2 separate regions of the Zea mays genome follow, and region 2 is linked to region 1. A link is a contact called in public Hi-C data. All regions are on one chromosome and are shown on one strand. Each heading gives the region's core, a stretch centred on a gene start, on an enhancer-like site or on the middle of the called end of the contact. The rest is flanking DNA. Distances are from core to core; before and after follow the strand shown. Region 1 holds the start of LOC103638097. Region 2 holds the start of LOC100277313.

The links. A called contact is a pair of places that touch in the nucleus more often than the background predicts.
Region 2: a contact with region 1 is called in a Hi-C map of leaf, with 6 times the contacts expected there. The contact joins the promoter of LOC100277313 here to the promoter of LOC103638097 in region 1. A contact is called at or near these places in 5 of 25 Hi-C or Micro-C datasets (ear, leaf, root tip and 1 more) and 1 of 3 datasets of contacts at active chromatin or transcription factors (seedling).

The regions. Positions count from the first base shown.
Region 1 is chr9:22,447,458-22,452,083 of Zm-B73-REFERENCE-NAM-5.0, forward strand. It overlaps LOC103638097, which reads left to right and starts at 1,815. Exons shown (of 7, transcript NM_001371011.1): 1 at 1,815-2,013; 2 at 2,850-3,421; 3 at 3,527-3,660. The coding sequence starts at 2,909.
Region 2 is chr9:22,589,977-22,595,088 of Zm-B73-REFERENCE-NAM-5.0, forward strand. It overlaps LOC100277313, which reads left to right and starts at 2,795. Exons shown (of 5, transcript NM_001371745.1): 1 at 2,795-3,087.

The DNA.
Region 1 (4,626 bases), core at 565-3,064:
TGCTAACATGGTTATCCAAGTGCTAGAAACAGTGACTAAAGAAGAGAAGAGAAGGGAAAGAGTTGGTTGTGTGCAGCCAACACCAGCTCGGTCTGGCACACCGGACTGTCCAGTGGTGCACCGGACAGTGTCCAGTGCGCCAGGCTGGCCGGGCGGTGAACTGGCCGCTCTCGGGAAAAAGCAGAGGCGTACGACTATAATTCACCGGACTGTCCGGTGAGCCAACGGTTGCCAGCGCCAACGGTCGGCCGCGCAATCCGCAGGCGACGCGTGGCCCGCAGCAACGGTCGGTTGGGCACACCGGACTGTCCGGTGCGCCATCTGACCCCGAGGACCAACGGTCGGATGCGCCAGAAAAGGAAGGAGATCGCACACCGGACAGCTACAGTGACTGTCCGGTGGTGCACCGGACTGTCTGGTGCACCACTCGACAGAAGGCAAGTTTGGCCTTCCAAGTTGGCCTCCAACGGCTCCTAGCTGCCTTGGGGCTATAAAAGAGATCTCTAGGCGCATGGAGGAGAGTACCAAGCTTACAAGAAACATTCTAAGACTCCCAGACTCCGACTCCACGCAATTGATTCTCTGTGTTAGCGATTTGAGCTCCATTTGAGTTGCGAACTCAGTGTGTTGTGCTTTGAGCTCAAGTTGTGACTTGTGTGCGTGGTTGTGCTGCAGATTTGAGTCTTGTGTATGTTGCTCTCCCCAACCTTACTCTGTGCTTTCTTTGTGATCTCAATTGTAAGGGCGAGAGACTCCAAATTGTAGAGATTCCTCGCAAACGGGAAACATACTCTAAAGGAAAAGACCGTGGTATTCAAGTTGATCATCGGATCACTTGAAAGGGGTTGAGTGCAACCCTCGTCCATTGGGACGCCACAACGTGGAAGTAGGCAAGTGTTACTTGGCCGAACCACGGGATAAAAATTGCATGTCTCTTGTGTTGTCTTCTTTGTGATTGTTGTGTTCACAAGAACTCGCCTCAAAGCTACTTAGCCGTACTTTAAACTAAGTTTTGTGGCTATTAGTGTTTGATTTTTACAGGATCACCTATTCATCCTCCCTCTAAGTGCTCTCAAATCCTCTAAACTACAATTTATTTTATCTTTATCATCTATAATTTCGATGAAACATTTTTACATAAAATATGTTAGCACATGCAGTATCAATTAAATACGTGTCTTATTAAAACATTTATGGTAAATTTAACAAAACTAATTTGATGTTGTTGAAGTTTTTTTTCTTATAAACTTAGAGCTAGTTTGGAAACTCTATTTTTCAATAGATTCCTATTTTTTCTAATGAAAACTGAACCAATTTTTCTTAAGAAAATAAAAATCCCTTGTAAAAAATAGGGTTCCTAAAGCAGCCGTTAGCTAAATTAGGGGAAAAGCTACATAGAATAAACATTAATCGGCTCCTCTCTATGCATACTAATTTAGAACCGATAGTTTTTTTGTGAAATAATGATGTACAAATGAACTAATCACTTCTAAAACAAGTAAACAACCACCAATCGCTCTTAGCTGTCTCGCGCTCAAGACACATCGCTTTCCTCGCTTTACCTTCCACCAGTATGGCAGTACGTGCGGTCGAACCAAATTTCGTGTAGAACCATCGGACAGCTAGAACAAGGAAAAGGAGCAGAAAAACAAATGGCTTAATAATGAAATCCGGGCCCACTGGCTCCGCTGCCCTGAACTGACCAAACCATCCCTAGGGGCATTACTGCCATTTCCAGCACCGTATGCTCTACGCATACGTACCCCGTGCGTGTGTATATATTACATCTCCACGCTGTTGCCACTAACGGCTCTGCTCCGTGTCCGCTTTTCAGAAAGACAGAGAGGAAAGGAAGAAAAAACTCGCCCCCCTCTCTCTCTCTCTTGTGTGTGAGGTGGCGAACCCGAGGAGCGGAGGCCACAAGTCCAATCCGCCCGTATCTAATCCGCTGCGACGAGGTGGGGGCGCGGCGGGGCGGTCTTGATCCGGGCTCTTTCCTCGCGGGAGCGCACGGTGAGTTCTCGGCCGGCGATCTGCGTGCTACGAGTTTCCAGGGCGTGGGCCGGCGGGGGCTCGGGTGGTGGATTTCGGACCGCATTACGGTTTCGTGGGTAGATCTGGGCGGTTTCGTGCGGTGTTTTATCGGTGCCCTAATGCAGGGGATTTATTTTTTAAAATCCGTCGTTTTTTTGTGTGTTCAAATTTGCGGAAATTGACGGGGCCAAAATGTGTGGATTTTAGGTGGTGTTGTTGTGCCTGGCCTGAATTGGGCACGAACATTGACGCGGTTCTGGGTGTTGGGTTGCCGTGGATTTGCCGGCGACGCGTTTCTGTTCATAGCCGAAAAATCGGAGCTTTATGATTCGTTTTATTCGGTTGGGAACATGGCCCAACTGGCTTGAGCTGTATCCAGATAGAAGGCTGGTTGGATTTCTCTGGGTTAGTAGGGATTTGTTTGCCGCCCTCCAAAACTTGTCGTGTGGCCGTAGTTGAAATGGTTTGCAATGGATGGGGCAGTGACCGTCCCATCCGAATTGATTCGTATGGGCTCAACTGGATCCGGTGGCCTATGCCCGACTCCTAATTAATTTCAGAAAATTGTTTGCGTCCTCCTAGTTTCTGTATAAAAAACGGAAACGTTCATTGCTTCGTTCTGTAGCTATCACGGTTCTGGAAGCCCCAAAGTGGAAATTTCAACCATCCCATTCACACAATAGCCGTGTTCCTTTCGAGGTCTTATTCACGAGAATGCAATGGAAAACAGGGGAAAACAGTGGCGCTTTGCTGTCTAAATGGTGAATATATACACCTTCTCACAAAAGCTTCTGCTTTATTGTTTATTTGTTCAGGTTGGCATTTCAAGTGCGAGACCTTGGCTTCTTTGAATCCCACAAAGCACGGTTGAGCCATGGCTGGCTCCCTTGCTGCCTCAGCCTTCTTCCCTGGCCCAGGGGCTTCTCCGGCAGCATCCGCCAAAACATCAAAGAACTTGGCTGGTGAATTACCGGATAATTTGAGCGTGCGTGGTATTGTCGCAACGCCTAATGCCCCTTCGGGGAACATGCAAGTCAAGGCTCAAGCACAAGCCCTTCCCAAGGTTAATGGTACCAAGGTTAACCTCAAGAATGCAAGCCCAGACACAGAGGAGGCGATACCCTACATTGCTCCCAAGACATTCTACAACCAACTGCCAGATTGGAGCATGCTTCTTGCGGCTGTCACTACCATCTTTCTTGCAGCAGAGAAGCAGTTGACACTGCTTGACTGGAAGCCGAAGAAACCCGACATGCTTGTTGATACATTTGGTTTTGGTAGGATCATTCAGGATGGGCTGGTTTTTAGGCAAAACTTCTGGATTCGGTCCTATGAGATTGGTGCCGATCGTACGGCTTCTATAGAGACATTAATGAATCATTTACAGGTAACACAATGATACCACGAAACTTAGTTTCTTTACCCTTTTTTTGCTCTATTTACTATTGGTCCATCTTGTTTCACTGTGCCTCACTTTATTTTGAATTTTCAGGAAACAGCTCTTAATCATGTGAAAACAGCTGGCCTTCTTGGAGATGGTTTTGGCGCCACACCAGAGATGAGCAAACGAAACTTGATCTGGGTTGTCAGCAAAATTCAGCTTCTTGTTGAGCAATACCCCTCATGGTACGTTTCTGCAAACCGTAACAACCTTATCCATTTCTCTGAAAACGCCATCCTTCTATTCGCTTTCAATCAAATTTATAACCGTTACTCTTTCAACTCTTAATGGAATTGTCTGTTTTGCCCCTTGGACACGCAGTTTCAAAATTAGGTGTTGCATGTGCTAGAAGTGTTACTGTATGTTAGTAATGAAGCTCAAGGGAAATACCATATAGCTCAATTTTGGTCATTTCACTAATTCCTTAGCATCTTGGAGATTTTGGACTGATAGTTTGTGCATTTCATAGATGGATAATGGAGCTTTGTAATCTAACTGGCTTGTCGTATAGCATGAAAATGTCCTGTTTAAGTTTTTAGGTATGCACTTAACTTTACTTGAAGACTAGCAACACAAACAGTTCTCATGATCCAGCCTTGGTACAAACAAAACATTTACACATCTTGGTCTAAAGTCTGCAGACCTGTGATGTCTTGGTAAGAAGAACAGGACTCAGGCCGTTAGGAGCAGTACTTCTATGACCTAAGGATGGCACTTATGCTTTCAAAGATGAAAATCGTGCATCAGCAGTGCAGGCTTAAGTATCACTAGAAATTAAAATAATTCTAACTGTCAATCAGAAGCGCAAGAAAACAACCTCCCTGCCAACTTACTTTTTTTGCTGCATAGAGAATGAGTTTATTGCTCACTTCCCCTTTTGGCGGGACTCCCATAGCCTGCACAGTTTCAGCAGACAACACATTAATATGGATGTGCAACACTTCATATATATGGTTGCAACCAACTAAAACACTGATAGGTGGAGTGAAAAAAAAGCACTGATATGCGCCTTGGAGTTAATAGTATCACAATTTGTTATGACTCGTGGTCGAGTATAGAGTGACTTAAGTATTGGAAGTTATTTATTTGGCGAGACGATATATTAATGGCTTAGAACTGCTGAATTAAGTGGCGTTTGTCCGTGCTTCTTG
Region 2 (5,112 bases), core at 1,545-4,044, 140 kb after region 1:
GTTAAGATCTATCATGGCGGAAAAATAACTGATCAATGTTGAAACTAATAGTTGAAGACCTCATCATTGTATTGATAATTTTGGCACCAATATAACATTAAACTAGAAAATGTGGACTACAAAAAATTATAATTTATTATCGAATTCTAAACATTTATATATGGCAACATATCTCGCTTAAAAAAACCAGAGTGTTAACATGTTAATGTTAACATAAAATTCTATCTATCGAGCTATTTTACAGTTGTGTGCAATTCACCTCATTCTAGATTATTTTTTAAAGAACACTTAGGTATTCACAAACTAGAGCACCGTCTTCAAAGGATGTAGTACCATTTAACATGTTTTCTTTCTTTTTTTACTTTCCCTTTATTTGGATACAGATTATAGGAAATTATCACCATAGCACGGGATGACAGCGTTGGACATGTGGGGAAGAACGTCCGGACATAGGAGGTGGTGTCCGGGGTGGAGAAGTAGGGTGCGACATGCGCGCGGCTCTCGTCGCCCAACCGCTGGAGGTGTGCAGTCATAGCATGAAGTCATCGGCTGAGGGTGTGCCGCCGCCACTATCGATCGAGAAGGGAGTTGGAACTGCTCTCTAGCGGTCGAGGAAGAAGGCAGCGCGACCAGTGTGGTGGCGGCTAGAGTCAGGGCGGCGACAATCGTATCCATTGTCTCAGCTCTATTTGACGCGTAAAAATACAATAGGGCAATTTCGTATAATTAGTCTCCAAATGCAAAGAAAACAAAAAATAAGAAAAAACGTCAAATGACATTATAATCAAACATAAGATGTTATGAATCCCATTTTTTGCGAAATAAATGATTTGGATGGCAATCGTCTCCTCTTGTCTCATGTGAGAAGTAATATGCACCTCACATATATGTTGGTTATCCCCAACTAGATAAACAATGTAGGACTAAACTTTTCATGCCATCTCTACACACCATTTTAACTTTCTTACATGAATTAAGCCAACCACAAATAGACTTAGATATGCTAAATTCCAACATAGTGTACGTGTTCTACTCCTACAAACATGACAGTCCACACCCGATCAAACCCTCACTCACCTCATCACCAAGCAAAGGGGGAAGGAAAATAATTGAAAATAACATGAAATAGTCACGAAATAAATCTGTCTCATGACCAAATTAAATATCAGTTACCCCGGCTTGGTTGCTTGATTTATTTATTTACTGTCCTTTTGCCCCCGGAAGGCTGAATCTGGCCCAGTTGTTTTTTCCCTACGGATGATGGTGCTACCCAGCTCTACGGAATGAAGTGCTCCTACGTCCTAACTAAGAGAAGGCCCATCGCATTAGCGTGACAGACTTCTATGCGGCCCATCGATGGCCTAAAGAATTTATGTTTTGTAATATAATAGATAACTGATAATATTAAATCATGTTTATTTAAGTCTAATCGTAATCAGATATCACACTAAAAATTGATACCGGTCTATTTAAATTTGTTATCGCTGGTACTCAAACATAAACCATTAATATTATTATTTACGTTATATTTCGTGAACCAAACAACACCTTACTTTGACACCTCCCAAATCCCACCCCGAGATTGGCAGGGGTGATGCAGCGATTCTCTTTATTATTATTACCTCTCTTTTGTAACTTCTTAGATCTTAGTTCACAGCGCATTCGTTAAGATCTATCTTGGCGAAAAATGACTGATCAATGTTGAAACTAATAGTTGAAGACCTCATCAGTGTATTGATAATTTTGGCACCAACATAACATTAAACTAGAAAATGTGGACTACAAAAATTTATAATTTGTTATCGAGTTCTAAACATTTATATAGGGCAACATATCTCGCATAAAAAACAAGAGTGTTAACATGTTAATGTTACCAACAAATTATGTCTATCGAGCTATTTTACGGTTGTGTGCAATTCCCCTCATTTCATATTATTTTTTTTAAAGAACACTTAGGTATTGACAAACTAGGACACATTCTTCAAGCGGAGTTATACTCAGTCATAGACAGGGATTTAAACCCCGCTCGGGATTCGAAAAACCCGCCATTTTTTCCCGTTCTCGTTGTTTGGCAGAATCAGAATTCGCCAGGATTTTTCGAAAATTCGGTTTGAATTTCAAAAAGTTAAAAAAAGTAAAACTGAATTTCGGCGCTTTTGACCGACTTTCGATGTTTTTAGTCGAAAAAATCGTTTGACCATGTAAAAAATCCTGTTAGTTTTTTCTAACACGAGAAATGTTTTCCGGTCCGAAACAACGAATTTCACCGAAACTGCACCGTATTTCGCCGAAAACACAAAAAATCGTTTTAAAATTTCAAATTCCATCCTGAACGGATTTGGATGAATTTCGGCGAAATTCGCTCCAAATTTCGTTTTGGGTGTCATGCGAGATTTACATTTTCTTCGAAATGGTTAGCCCTGGCCATAGATGATAGATGTGATGGACAAGATTCAATCTTACCATCTTAATCTTTTTTACACCAGATATCTAGATATGTTACCTCAATGTATAAAATGATTTATCTATCCTAACTTAGGCCGATATGTTTTGATTTTAATATATGCTGGTGGAAAAGGTGAGTTCTGTCAATTTTAATTCTAATCTAACTATGAAAAAGAAAAAAGAAACAGCTTATTGGACTGGTGAAGATTTATAATTTCTTCATTCCAATTGGCGACACGACTAGTTCTGCAATTTATTTGATTTGGATGAATTACTTTATAAAAAACAATAAAGAATAATCAAATTCCCTGACGCAGCAGAGAAGAGACTAGAGAGAACTCCACTCAAGAAAAAATTGCACGCAAGGGTCCACGCGGCGAACAGATCGTGCCGTTCCGCGGCGGCGTCGGTGCGGCGCTGGAGCCGAAGTGAAAAGTCGATCGGGATTGGGCCGTTGGGGGTGCGATACCCCTCGCCTCGAATGCGAGCTCCGTAGGTCCGCCCCCCCGGCGGATGGCCGAGCTGGGCCGCCGCCGCCGCCCGCTGGGATGAGGCAGCGTGAGGAGTCGCGCTCGCGGCTTCCCTGCCCCCAGGCCTCCGCTCTGAATATCCCCGACGCGACGGTAACCGAACAAGCCTCAGGTATTCAACCGAGCAGGCTCAACCTCGCCACACTTAATCACCGTCAAAAGTTGTGCTGCATTCCTTTTCCTTTTCTCCTCACTCTCTCAGTGCAAAAGAGGGAGGGAGATGCGGTAAAAGGATGAACTGACCCTGGCATTCTTCTTTCCTCTTTTGCTACTTTCTGGGTTCTGCTGCTTTCCGTGGGCTTTAGGATAAGGGCAACAGAAAAGACTGACAAAGATCTGCAACCGTTCTTTTTATAATTTCATCCATCTCATAAGCTTTTCGTCTGTGTTGATTTGTTTATGCATTCAATAGAAATATAATGTAGCTTTAGAGAAGACCACCGGCCCACCGCCATGCAGAATTTATGTTCTCTATATATGTTACGAATACAGCAACTGGACGCTGCATACGTGAGCTCCCTCTCAGGGAACAGGTAGTCAGGGGACATCATTCTCGCGACACGGGGAACAATACTTGCAAATAAAATTTATCTGGGATTAGAAGAACCTTGGCATCTCTTGCCTTTTTTTCAGAAAGTTGAGTGCCGTTTGGTTGCGACGCGGGCTGAACTTCACCTCCACCAGATCAAGTTGGGCTTCTAATTTGCCCTACTGATCTCCATTCCATGAATCATGAACCAACATGATCTAGTGGAAACAGTATTTGCAACTGATAACAAAGAAACATGAACCCTTGCTTTCTGCACTTCCGCGTCGAATTGATGCCTCCTCAAGTCAGCACCGCCAAAAGCGTCGGCATAACGTTGCTCTAGCGTTTGTAGATGCTGCTGAAGAAGCCAAGTTATAGGGTGTGATAACGATATGAGAGTGTTTTCTTTATCTTCTTTCGGGATTGCCGTGAGAACACCCTGTTGATTTGTCTATGGGTGATTGGTGGGAGGGGACGCTGGTTACTCAGACATTAGACCTATTTCCCCCTTGTTTGTCAATATTTTCATTTGTGATGCAATGCTATGCATTGACATGCAATACATCGACGTCCATCAGCCGTAACAAGTACGAATAATTGCAGTGCAAACTGCAAAGAAATATATACCAGGGCCGATTCAAGCATATTCATTCTAAATTAGACAGTCCATACAAACTTGCAAGTTTGATAAATAGACCCTTTTTAGGAAGTCCGTAAATGCTTTATGCCTTGGTGGGAGCCATATCATTTGATGGCTGTCATACATATTCCCTCCCCAAGAATGCAATATTTAATCAAAGTAACTCAGCTTCTGTAGTATATTCCCCTACTGCTCTTATTTTGTTGCTGAGGAACAGAGTTGTTCATGTTATAAGACTAGTTTGGTTTTTGTCCTGAATAACAACAGCAGGAGAGATGAACAGAAGTACTGATCGAAATTCTGAATAGGATAATGAAAGGAGATATATGCTTTAGCAAATGACTGTACGGATAGCTGACTAGGGTTGAACATGGAACCTCTTGAATTATTGTGCAAAGTGTGATTTGGGAGAATATATGTATATCAGAATAGGTTTTGTGAATGACTAAAGATCATGCACGTATGTGGAGAATTGATTCTCAAAAGGCTATATATATTTAACCCCCAATAATATCATCACTCTGTAGTTATGTCCATCTTCCCCCAGCATATAATCAAACACCTAGCCAACTTTAGTACTGTCTCATAGGGGCAGCTTAGCATCTAGAATGGACGAGCAACACAAATCGTCAATTAAATTAGTCAAAGGGTAAAAGATTTACTGAAGAAAAAGAAGAAGATTCACCGGTCTTCCCTTCTTTTTGTCTTTAAGTAATAACCTTACTATCAAACTGTTAATTTGGTCATCAATTCAACAAATCTTGTCGGTGGTTTTCAATTAGTTACTCATACTTAGCTACTTTGGCTCCTTAGTGAACAATTTATTTTATTCCATTCTTCCACATTAGGGCTTGTTCGGTTAGACCAATCCAGAGGGGGATTGGAGGGGTTTAAATCCCCTCCTAGTCAAAAATTGACTAGGAGGGGATTTAAACCCCTCCAATCCTCCTCTGGATTGGTGTAACCGA